3 separate regions of the Mus musculus genome follow, and all the other regions are linked to region 3. The links are chromatin contacts, called in public promoter capture Hi-C maps. All regions are on one chromosome and are shown on one strand. Each heading gives the region's core, a stretch centred on a gene start, on an enhancer-like site or on the middle of the called end of the contact. The rest is flanking DNA. Distances are from core to core; before and after follow the strand shown. Region 1 overlaps Met (met proto-oncogene). Region 2 has its middle 80 kb from the start of Gm36669. Region 3 has its middle 5.5 kb from the start of Gm4876.

What was found. Promoter capture Hi-C pulls out the DNA fragments that hold promoters and counts their contacts.
Region 1: a contact with region 3 is called in a promoter capture Hi-C map of liver, with 2.3 times the contacts expected there. The contact joins two enhancer-like sites. A contact is called at or near these places in 4 of 39 promoter capture datasets (embryonic stem cells, hippocampal neurons, liver and 1 more), 1 of 15 datasets of contacts at CTCF or cohesin (the NIH/3T3 cell line), 1 of 484 Hi-C or Micro-C datasets (liver) and 1 of 115 datasets of contacts at active chromatin or transcription factors (bone marrow-derived dendritic cells).
Region 2: a promoter capture Hi-C map of liver shows a contact between it and region 3, with 3 times the contacts expected there. The contact joins two enhancer-like sites. A contact is called at or near these places in 1 of 39 promoter capture datasets (liver) and 1 of 484 Hi-C or Micro-C datasets (liver).

Annotation. Positions count from the first base shown.
Region 1 is chr6:17,484,315-17,487,581 of GRCm38.p6, forward strand. The region is part of intron 1 of Met (met proto-oncogene); the gene reads left to right. Among named protein-coding and RNA genes, the nearest start is that of Met, 22 kb to the left of the region's middle. Within about 2 kb of position 1,662, at least 26 of the 459 cell types and tissues checked have an H3K27ac peak or open chromatin away from gene starts, as enhancers often do. A contact at or near this core is called in liver, where this site is marked.
Region 2 is chr6:16,696,081-16,699,648 of GRCm38.p6, forward strand. No RefSeq gene overlaps it. Among named protein-coding and RNA genes, the nearest start is that of Gm36669, 80 kb to the right of the region's middle. Within about 2 kb of position 1,346, at least 5 of the 459 cell types and tissues checked have an H3K27ac peak or open chromatin away from gene starts, as enhancers often do. A contact at or near this core is called in liver, where this site is marked.
Region 3 is chr6:17,175,770-17,178,925 of GRCm38.p6, forward strand. No RefSeq gene overlaps it. Among named protein-coding and RNA genes, the nearest start is that of Gm4876, 5.5 kb to the left of the region's middle. Within about 2 kb of position 1,587, at least 29 of the 459 cell types and tissues checked have an H3K27ac peak or open chromatin away from gene starts, as enhancers often do. A contact at or near this core is called in liver, where this site is marked.

The sequences.
Region 1 (3,267 bases), core at 412-2,911, 310 kb after region 3:
GATACAGATAGCCAACTGGTAGTGAGAGCCTCCACCTCTCCATGTTTAAGCTTTTCTGCCTGCAGCATCAGCTTCACACTCAGGCTGGCTCTCCCCACACAGTAGCCAAGATGGTCCTCAGAGACTGCAAGGTAGTATCATCTGTATCTTTGGAATCTCTGAACATGAGTGATTCTCTGCCAGCATCCATATGGTTGTCCTTGCTTTGGTCGTATGTTCACCCTAACTGAGCACTGGCTCAGACGACTAGAGCTCATTGAAACGCCAGACTGGTGAGCGTCCTCTTCCTGCAGTGAGAAGAGAGCATCATGATTGATGGGCAATCTCAGTAGATGGGGTAGTGAGGGATTTCGAAAGAGCTGCCAGAGGAAGAGACAATAGGAGCTGAGCGGATATAAATAACTGTTCACTTAAGTACTATGTCTTTTGAATACAACCTTTCCCCTAGAATTGCGACTAATTAAGCACAGTTCAAACAGGCATCGTGTGTTTTTACAAATTTATAAGTACTGAGGGGACCTTGATTCCATGTGCACCTTTGGCTAACATTTCATTCTCTTCCAACACACATGTCATCTGAAAAAATCAGAATAATAGTTGCCTTATGACTGTAATTAGGAAAAAAATTATATAGCTGAGGATATCTTGCAAACTAGAAGGTGCTTTCAACAGAGTAACATACCATGTGACTTCTAGGAAAAATCAGTCCCTAAAGCAAAGTTAATTGTGTCAAAGTTTATGAAGTTTTTCCTCCTTTAAAAAGATGTAATGTCCCATTACACCTGCTGAAAACTTCCCTGAGGAATCAGTCCTTAAATACAGCACTATGCTTTGGCTGCTGATAGAATTGCTGGCAAGCACAGACCCTGCTCAATAGAAACCTAGAGAATCCTCCACATTGCTAGACTTGGGGGCAATGCTGCGACCAAGTAGTTCACTAAGAAAACTAGAAACGGATAGGTAGTAGAGAAGAGTTGAATGGCAGGTTGGAAGGTTGGCCTGAGCCCAAATTCATAGTTAACAGGCAGTCTTTCATGAAGAGACTCCTAAATACCACAAACTTAATGACCAAGATGGCACAGGGGTGCTCATTCCCAGGAAATGTTTGTTCAGTGAGCGTATTCTTGCAACCAACTGCAGAGAAATAAGAAAATGTTTTATAGGTGATTTGGTTTCATCTGCTATGTGCACATTTCAAGGGAATGAATCAGTCAGTCTGTTTGAATCATCTTTGTACGTTTTATTTAGTCAAAAAATCAGTTAAATGACTCGCACTATTTCAAAAAGAAAAAAAAAAAAACGAAGAGAAGTAGAGAGCAAGACATTCTGTGTTGAAGTCTGATTCAGACCCATCACAGGATTCAATGGATGGAGGCAGAAATATATGGAAGTGAGAATATTTCTGAAGTCTCTACCATCATAAACATTCAAATTTTTGTCCTAGCCCGGTTTGGCATAGAGCTAGGGGAGAAAGTTGGAGTCGTGAGGTAAACACGATTCTCATATATTCAGGTTGATGGCCCCGGAGTGACGGGTAATTGTAGAAAAGCAGTCCCAGAGATCAGGATTGTCACAGTTGGAACATACATTGGAGTTGATTGGTTCACTTCAGGAATGCCAGTAAATATTTCATAACCATTCCAGGGTGGAAGGACAAAGCTCTAATGTGCAATATTTGCCAATCCCTGTGAAATAACACTCCCATCATGCTGACTTTTGGTTGTCAAGATAAGGTGGCTGAAATGTAAGTCGGGAAGAAACTCACAAGACAGGTGTAACTGAGCTAGTGCTAGGGGACTGACGCATGCTACTGGTTCAAAACTCACTCTACAATCGGGAAAGATGCCCAAGAAGTTAAGTGACTTACTTTGGGTCATACAACGTAGCTCCATTGCCACAAACTGAAACTAGCTTCTACTACTCGAGATTATGAATGCATTATGAGAAAAGCATCCTAATTGATTGCTAAGTCTACTTAACTCTATAGCCTGGCTACATTTCCCTTCTTTGAACTTCTCGCCTTGAGTTTAAGCTGCTGTGTGATTGTCTCTCCTTCCCATCACTCTGTATTCTCATTGATGGTTTGAAAGTAATTTAATCACCTTCAACTCTTCTCAGTCTCTGAAACATCATAGATACCCACCCATGTTTTCCGAGTCTAGGAAAGAACAGTGATCATACCTACCATGGGCCAGACACTATGCTAACATCTACTCCTCAAAGAATTCAAAGAGCCTCCCTCAGAAATGAGGTGGATCCCATAATACACCTGACCAGAGTATGTGTCTGTGCACTGGGCACCAGAGTCTGCCCGTGGCACTCGGCTCTCACCAACACACACCTCTGTGGGCAGGTCAAGTCTTAATTGCACAGAATGGTCTAGAAAATGGTGTGTATTAAGTGATTAATAGCATCCTTCCTCCCTGCTAGCTTACTTCTGATTTGCTGTCCCATCCAATGAGACAACAACAACAACAACAAAAATCTCATTCATACATTTGCTGGATTTTAGTTTGTTAAGCATCAGCACGGTACGTGACATACATATAAACCTTAGAACATGTTTCTTATTTTAAAAACATAGGTAACTCGTCAGAATGTAAAAACAAAATAAAGATTATTCTGAAGCTTCTTTCACAAGAGAAAACCTAAAAGCCATGCACACTCAATACTGCACTACTGGGTCAGCTTGGATGCAAATGAGTTATAAGATTGCTTGGCCTTCCCTTAGGGAGTCAGCATTCATTTATTTACCTTCAGTTTTTTGGAGAAAAATATAAAGATTGTGTTCTCATTCCTGGAAGATATACTGATGTGTGTCGTGTTAAGAAACAATTTTTCATAAAATGTACTCTGGACTGATATGACAATTTGTCTCCTATCCTTATTTTTTATTCCCTCTTGTTTCCCTCACCAGCATCAAAAAAAAAAAAAATTCTAGTATATTTCTGAACAATGAGAAGTACACTTAAAAATAGCAAGTTCAGCTCCAGTCGCCATATATACTCTAAGATGGTCATGTATCTTCGAACTGTCCGCTCTTTTTTTATACTTAAAAACAATAAGGGGGAGTGGGTGTGTAGGGGAGTGGGGGTGGGTGGGTATGGGGGACTTTTGGTATAGCATTGGAAATGTAAATGAGCTAAATACCTAATAAAAAATGGAAAAAAAAAACAATCCCATGAGAATATTGAGCTGTGGGTGCAGAGGTGAATGAATGACCTTAAGTCACATGGCTAGACAGGGAAGGGCTGGGATTGGAGCTCT
Region 2 (3,568 bases), core at 96-2,595, 480 kb before region 3:
AAATGATCAAATACTTAACAATGAAAGCCAATGAATTCATTCATTCTTTTGATTTTGGAGCTTCTCATGTAATTGACAAAGCAACTGATGGAAAGGATATAATAAATTTTATGCTCATATCACCTTACCTGTAACAAACCAAAGGAAAGACACAGAGCACCGTGTGCAATGTGCTCACTCTCCACAGTAAAGAGAGATGGTCAATTACGCTATGAAGATGTAGTTCCAAGATTCAAATGTTCCCTTTCACACACACACACACACACACACACACACACACACACACACACACACTAACATGCACTATTGTTACCCAGGTAGAGAAGTCTCCTAGACTCTAGTCACTAAGCTTTGATGTCAACAAACTCTGGCCTTTTCTTGGCTGGCCTCTTACCCAGGAGTGGATGCATGTGGATGCTGTAATTGAGGTCAGGGGTGCTAATCTCCCTGAGATGTCTGAACTCTGAGAAGCGCCACCATCATTTTTTGCCCATCCTTCCTCTCTCCTGTTCCTTAACAGGAGAGAGAGAGAGAGGAGAGAGAGAGAGAGAGAGAGAGAGAGAGAGAGAGAGAGAGAGAGATGCATTTGCTTTTGTTACAGGCAAATTAACCTGCTGTTGCATTCATTCGGGTCTGTTTTAAACCTCTTCATCATTTAAATTAAAATAAAGCAAAGAATAGAAAGAGAAGTTTGCCATTTCTCATTTAAATCAGTTATCCAGGAACAAAGTGAATTTCTTCAATATTGTAAGGTTCACACAGGGAACGCTGAGGGATCTTTTCAGGAAAAGACTGTTGGTTAAGTCCTTTGTCATATTATGAGCACATTTTAAAATAATAAAAATGATCTTTAATCCTGATTTAACATAATTTCTAATAAATTCAAACATATATTTGTTCCTCATTGAATTTTAATGTCAGTATTTTGTAAATGAAATGCCAGTATTTTCTAATTGGTTCTCTGCTGATTTTTTTTTTTTAATCATCAACTGTATGATACATTTTGGGAGTTCAGAGGAGGGAGTACACACACATTGCTTTCTGTCATTTTTTTAAGTCCCCCCTAATGAATTCTTAATTACATTATTCAAAAGATCCATTATTCAGCATTCATCTCGCTGCTAAATGAAAGTCTTTACCTGACATGTGAATGAAATGAGTCTGAATGCTTTCAATGCCACCTAGGGATTCTGAGTAGACTTTTAGCAGCTTCGCAACAGCGAGAGGTTTCACTCCTGGTTTAGATGTGTGTGGACTGTTTTAGAGATGGGTAACTACACAATCCTCTACCAGTCTGAGCCTCATTGACTCCCATTGTGTTCTCGGAGTCACCTCGGGCAGGAGAAACAGCAAACCAGGTCAAATGGTTACTGAATGTGGGAGAAAGGCCACACAGGGTAGGATCTGATAACCCTGGTAAAGCTTTTGGATGTGTGCCTGTGTCACCTACAGCATGAATGCCAGATGAGCAGAGTGAACTTCCTGAGTCACTTACAAACTCTCCCTGTTTCATTTCATGTCCTGAAAAAAAAAAAAAGCAGAGTGCTACATGTTAGCAGGAGGGACTCTGGGACCCTCCAGGAGATAACAAATTCTCTTTGTATTTTGACATACCTTCCTTGCTTGCAACAGAGAAAAGCATAGTGCTGCAGGAGTGAAAGGAGCTCAGGTCCTGTTTATCTTTTGACAAAAAGCCATCTTACTAGTTCATATATCACATTATTCCATGTCTACGAGGAATAACCAAAATGATTCTTCCCAGAGGTTAAACTGAAAAAATACCAATCCATAATAGTCTATTCTCTAAAAACTCAAGCAAAGTTTATTGTGGGGAAAAACTGTTTGGTAAACATGAAGTTCACTCAAACCAAGGCTTTGCACACTTTCCTACTTATAAGCCTTTTATCGACTGAGCAATTCTTACCGGACTTTAGGTATGTATTTAAAGTGGGTAAACGAATCAAGTATGAACTAATATATTATAAAGAACTTCAAAAAACAATGAGGTACTGGGGGGACAGTTTGGTTGGTAAGGTGTTTTCCATCTAAGCATGAGAACCTGAGTTTGATGCTCAGACCCACGTGGAAAAGCCATGTATTATGGCACAAACCTGTAACCCCACCCGGAGACCCAGAGACCCAAGGTGACTGGCCAGTCAACTTGACGAGCTCCAAGCAAGTGAGAGATTCTCTCTTGAAAATCAAGGTGGAGAACACTTGAGGAATGATATCCAAGGTTCACTTCTGGACTTTACACTCACAAACACATATACACACAGAACTAGCTATTTAGAATACATTTGTTAAAGAAAAGACAAAAGGCAAGTCTACATACTGGTGAGGTTGGATGCATTTTCACAAGTAGTCAAATATGAGTAGAATACAATGTTACAGAACCCAGTGCATTTTGCCTTTTTAAAGAGTTGAGCAAACTGATTTTATAGTCATCACTGTTGAGAATGCCACTTTATATAGGTATTTAGCCCAAAGTTACAGGAGTATGTTTGGGGCCATTTCAGAAACAATTGAAATATTGTTCTAATTCTCAAGCTTCACAGTTCATATTCATCTAGCAAGGTTTATGAAATTCAAGTCAGCAACTCAAAGAGCAAACACTCAAGCACAATATAATCCCGGGATTTTCTATTATAACAGATTCCTGCTGAGGAATGATGGTAGGGAAACACTAAAAGTCTTTGTTTTCTGTGATGAAACCACTATATTTCCACAAGAGGAGAAAATTTTGTATGAGGGTTAAACAAAACGGAATTCATTATATGGGAGAGTCCTAATCTGAGTGTTGGTGTCTCAGTAAGCATGGCTGTCATCACGTGGGTGTGAGCCTGTGCAATGCAAAATATTCATGATGTGTCTTTAGAACTCAGGATGCAGCAATCTTCCACAGTGGGGCCCCAGAGAAAGCTGCTGGTCACATCCCATTTGCACATTTCGTTTTTAAATCATCTTTTCATCCGTAAACGTCAAAAAACCTTTCATGATTGAGCAACTTAGCTCAATTGCCCCGACATTTATTTACATACCACACAATTTAACCTTCTAAATAACTTAAAGAAACAAATACAGAGCAAATGGACCTTTTGTACTCCCACATCTGGGAAGAAAATTAGTAAGGCTAGCAAGACAAGCTTGCTATCGCTTTTGCTTCTGCTGTCACTTGTGTTGTCTTTGGTTGCCTAGGCCAAGCTTGAGTTAATGTGTGGAGGACATGGAGCAAAGCTGACACCACTGCTTGTTGGCTGTAGAGGTGTGTCCGTGCACACACGTGAAGTCAGCCACACATAGCTAATTAGCTAAATGACTTCATGCTGCTGCATCCAACACTAAGTTGTACTGTCAAGATAGAGTTTTGATTTCCAGCTCTCCATCTGACAACATCCTTCTAAGATAAAGCATAAGTCTGAGATATATGAGCCAAGCCTCTCATCTTGAAGATAGCAGAAAATATCTCTCGGCAAAAGAGCAATGCATTTCTCTCACACTTTTTTTTCTTATCATAACTGCCATTGAGCCTACAATTGGACAATAAATTGTTCTACAGTTGTTGTAT
Region 3 (3,156 bases), core at 337-2,836:
GAACCTGTGTGTTTAAAAGTTCCGATATCGAGAACTGAGTATCAGGGCTGGCGAGATGATGCCTCAGCAGTTAAGAGTGCTTGCTTTTCCAGAGGATCTGAGTTGTTTCCAGTGTGCACATTCAGTGGCCCGCAACTTCCAGTAACTCCGACTCTGGGATACCTTGCTGCCTTATCCTGGTCTATGTAGGTACTGACACACATTTAACACATGAGTACAAGCATGCACAAATACACAGTTAACTAATAAATGTTTAAATAAATGCAAATTTAATATTAAAATAGAGCTGAATTATCACTGGAAATTGGAAATCATTATTCTGGGTTAACAGATGGAAACAGCATTTTCTTCTGGGGAAACGTAAATTATTTATTAATTTGATTTCTAAATGAAATTGCCTTTTCTTGTTAGATTGCTGTCTTCAAAAATGGGTGCATAGTACTACTTTATTTGGGTTTTCAGGGTAATGCTTTTCCAGGGTTCTGGGTGAGAGAACATAACTCAGGCATTAGAAATACCAAGTTCCCAGTAAACTTTGCTGGCATCTCGGAGATCAGGGTTCCACACAAAGAATGAGGGTTACATTATGTCATATCTAAGATGCAATGTATGTGTAATGAAAAGCTACATAGTTTTAAAGAATTCCCTTTTAGAAAAGACAAAATGGTAACATAGCCGAAGATCTAGAGCCAATGTTAAGATAGAAACCAAGTCAGTATCTAGCTTGTGATTCTCCCATCGTCCGGGATGGCTCTGTCTGTGGTGCCTCTGGGCGCCATAGTACTAAATGCTAGTCTTTTTGTTTGTTTGTTTACAAAGGGAATGTTTTTTTCACTGCGCAGGAATTGAAGTTTTGAAGTGGTTTTTAAATGTCCTTCCATTAAAGTCTTGTAGGTTTTCTGTTCATTCCTGGGTATGATTATGTTACATGCTCTCGTGAATGGCTCTCATTATCAAGCTTTCTAACTCATTATTGACAATGTGAAGAAAGGCATACTTTTCTCTTGACTTTCATAGCTAGTCACCTTCATTTATTGCAAAAAGCCTCCCCTTAGCGTCCAATAATTTTCACTCATTATTTTCTTGGTTTAAAAAAAGATTTGCATTATTTTTAAATTAGTTGGGAGAGATTTGAGCTGAACTCCTTCTCTCTGAAGTTTTCAGAAACCAGAAAAGCCAGTGGTGATTCCGTACGACTTGTGTTACCCAGGCCATGCAGGGAGTGCGCTGGCCTCCTTCCTTGAAAATAAGATACAAATCTGCAGTTGGCTTGTTCTCTTAGAGACTCGTCGAGGCCACACTCTTAACATTCTTTTGGTAGAGGTTTAACCTGTTCCTCTCACATGCCTTCAAAGAAGAAATTCTGATTTGGTCTTCTGTTTCACGTGCTGTTGCTATTGCACCCATCACTAAAGTTTACGGCCAGGGACAAGGAGATGGCAGAAAGAAGGGAGGCATAGAGAAAACTGCAGGACAACGATGACAACAGACATGAGGAAATCATTCTCAGCCTTCTGGCCACACAGCTTGTTTCTATTCTTAACTAGCGTTGGCCTTCCACACAAGAGCACCCTCTGGGTCAGGGTGTGCTTCCCCAGCCTAGGAAACTCTGCAGCAGATTTCCTTTGAATCGCCCAGCCCTTCAGCTGCAAGGCCAAGGTTCCTGTGGAAGGGAATTCCTGAGGCTTTGATTGTTGCTAACTTCCCTTTCTAAAACCGATTGCTTCATAGACGAAATGCTTTCTCTGTTCTGAACACCCAAAAGAACTTAGAAAGAAAAAAAAAAAAAGAAAGAAAGAAACAGATAAACAACTTTTGGGTGGTACTTTATTTATTTATTTATTTATTTTTTTTGTTACAAATGAAAGGCTCATTGTATTTAATTTGTTAAGAGCAGATCTGTTTAGGCTCTCTAGACACACACATACATACACACACACACACACACACACACACACACACACACACATGATATGGTGTCATACTCTATTTTTCTCAATCTATTCAGAATCAGTTGGTTTTCTTTCTTTGCTGTCCCTGGCTGCCTGAGTGCACCTTCCTACAACACTATAGAAGAAAGATCCTAGGCTGCCTCTGGCCACGATCAATGAGTAACATCTGCCTAGACATGGGAAAGTTCATAAGAATCCCGATGAGCGATTGCTGTGTTTGACTATAATTGGGCTTTGTTTCTGATGTTGGCACACAATCTTAGAGGTGTTAGTTCTTCGTAGATGCACACAGCTATAAAATAAAAAGTGTTTATTTATTTTTAACATAGAACAACAAATACCTAACCCATTAAGAGTTCTCCAAATAAGATAACCTTAATAGGAAACATCAAATTGTACATTGATATCTAAATAAAGCTTAAACTACTCTGATGTCAAACTGGAAAAATAGTTCTTGTCCAGCATTTTCTTTGGATAACATTTAACTGCACCCTTTAATTATTACTGGAGTTTGTATTTTAGTTCAGATTCCAGTGTTTGTAATCGATACTTTCTAACAGAGATATTTCAGAAAGACCTGTAAATAAAAGATATCTTGAAAGTAAAAACTAAGGGGGAAAAAGTAAAGAAACTCAAGCCAGCTTACAACACAGACACACCATTGATGTATCCTCATTGTCCTCATTGTTTATAAGATTATTGTCCTCATTGTCCTCATTGTTTATAAGATTGTCCTCATTGTTTATAAGATTATCAGTAATACATGAGTCAGGTATTTTCAGATCCAAATATAGGCTTTCATTTACAACTCAAGCATGTCAGTTGCCTATGGGCTAAAAGATAATGTGAAAACTGATGCTTTTTCCCTGAAGGGTAGTTTTATATTTTTGTAACATTGAATGAATATCACAACCTAAACCTTAGACTTTGCAAAATATTCAGGAAGCAGTTAAGAAAGCAGCAACATGTATCTTCAAGCATAATCCAGAAACCGTGTAATGACTGCAGTTGTCGTGGGAAAAAGGCTTAGAGGTGGTTTGGGATGTGTAAAAAAATTTAACCTACTGTTTCCATATGCATATAGTTCTAGTATTTTCCTTATTTATAGACCCACTGATATGACTCAACATGTTTAATCAACTACAGCTATGAAGTTGGCAGAGAAAGGAGGATTGACCTTGCAAATTGGTCTACTATCACATTA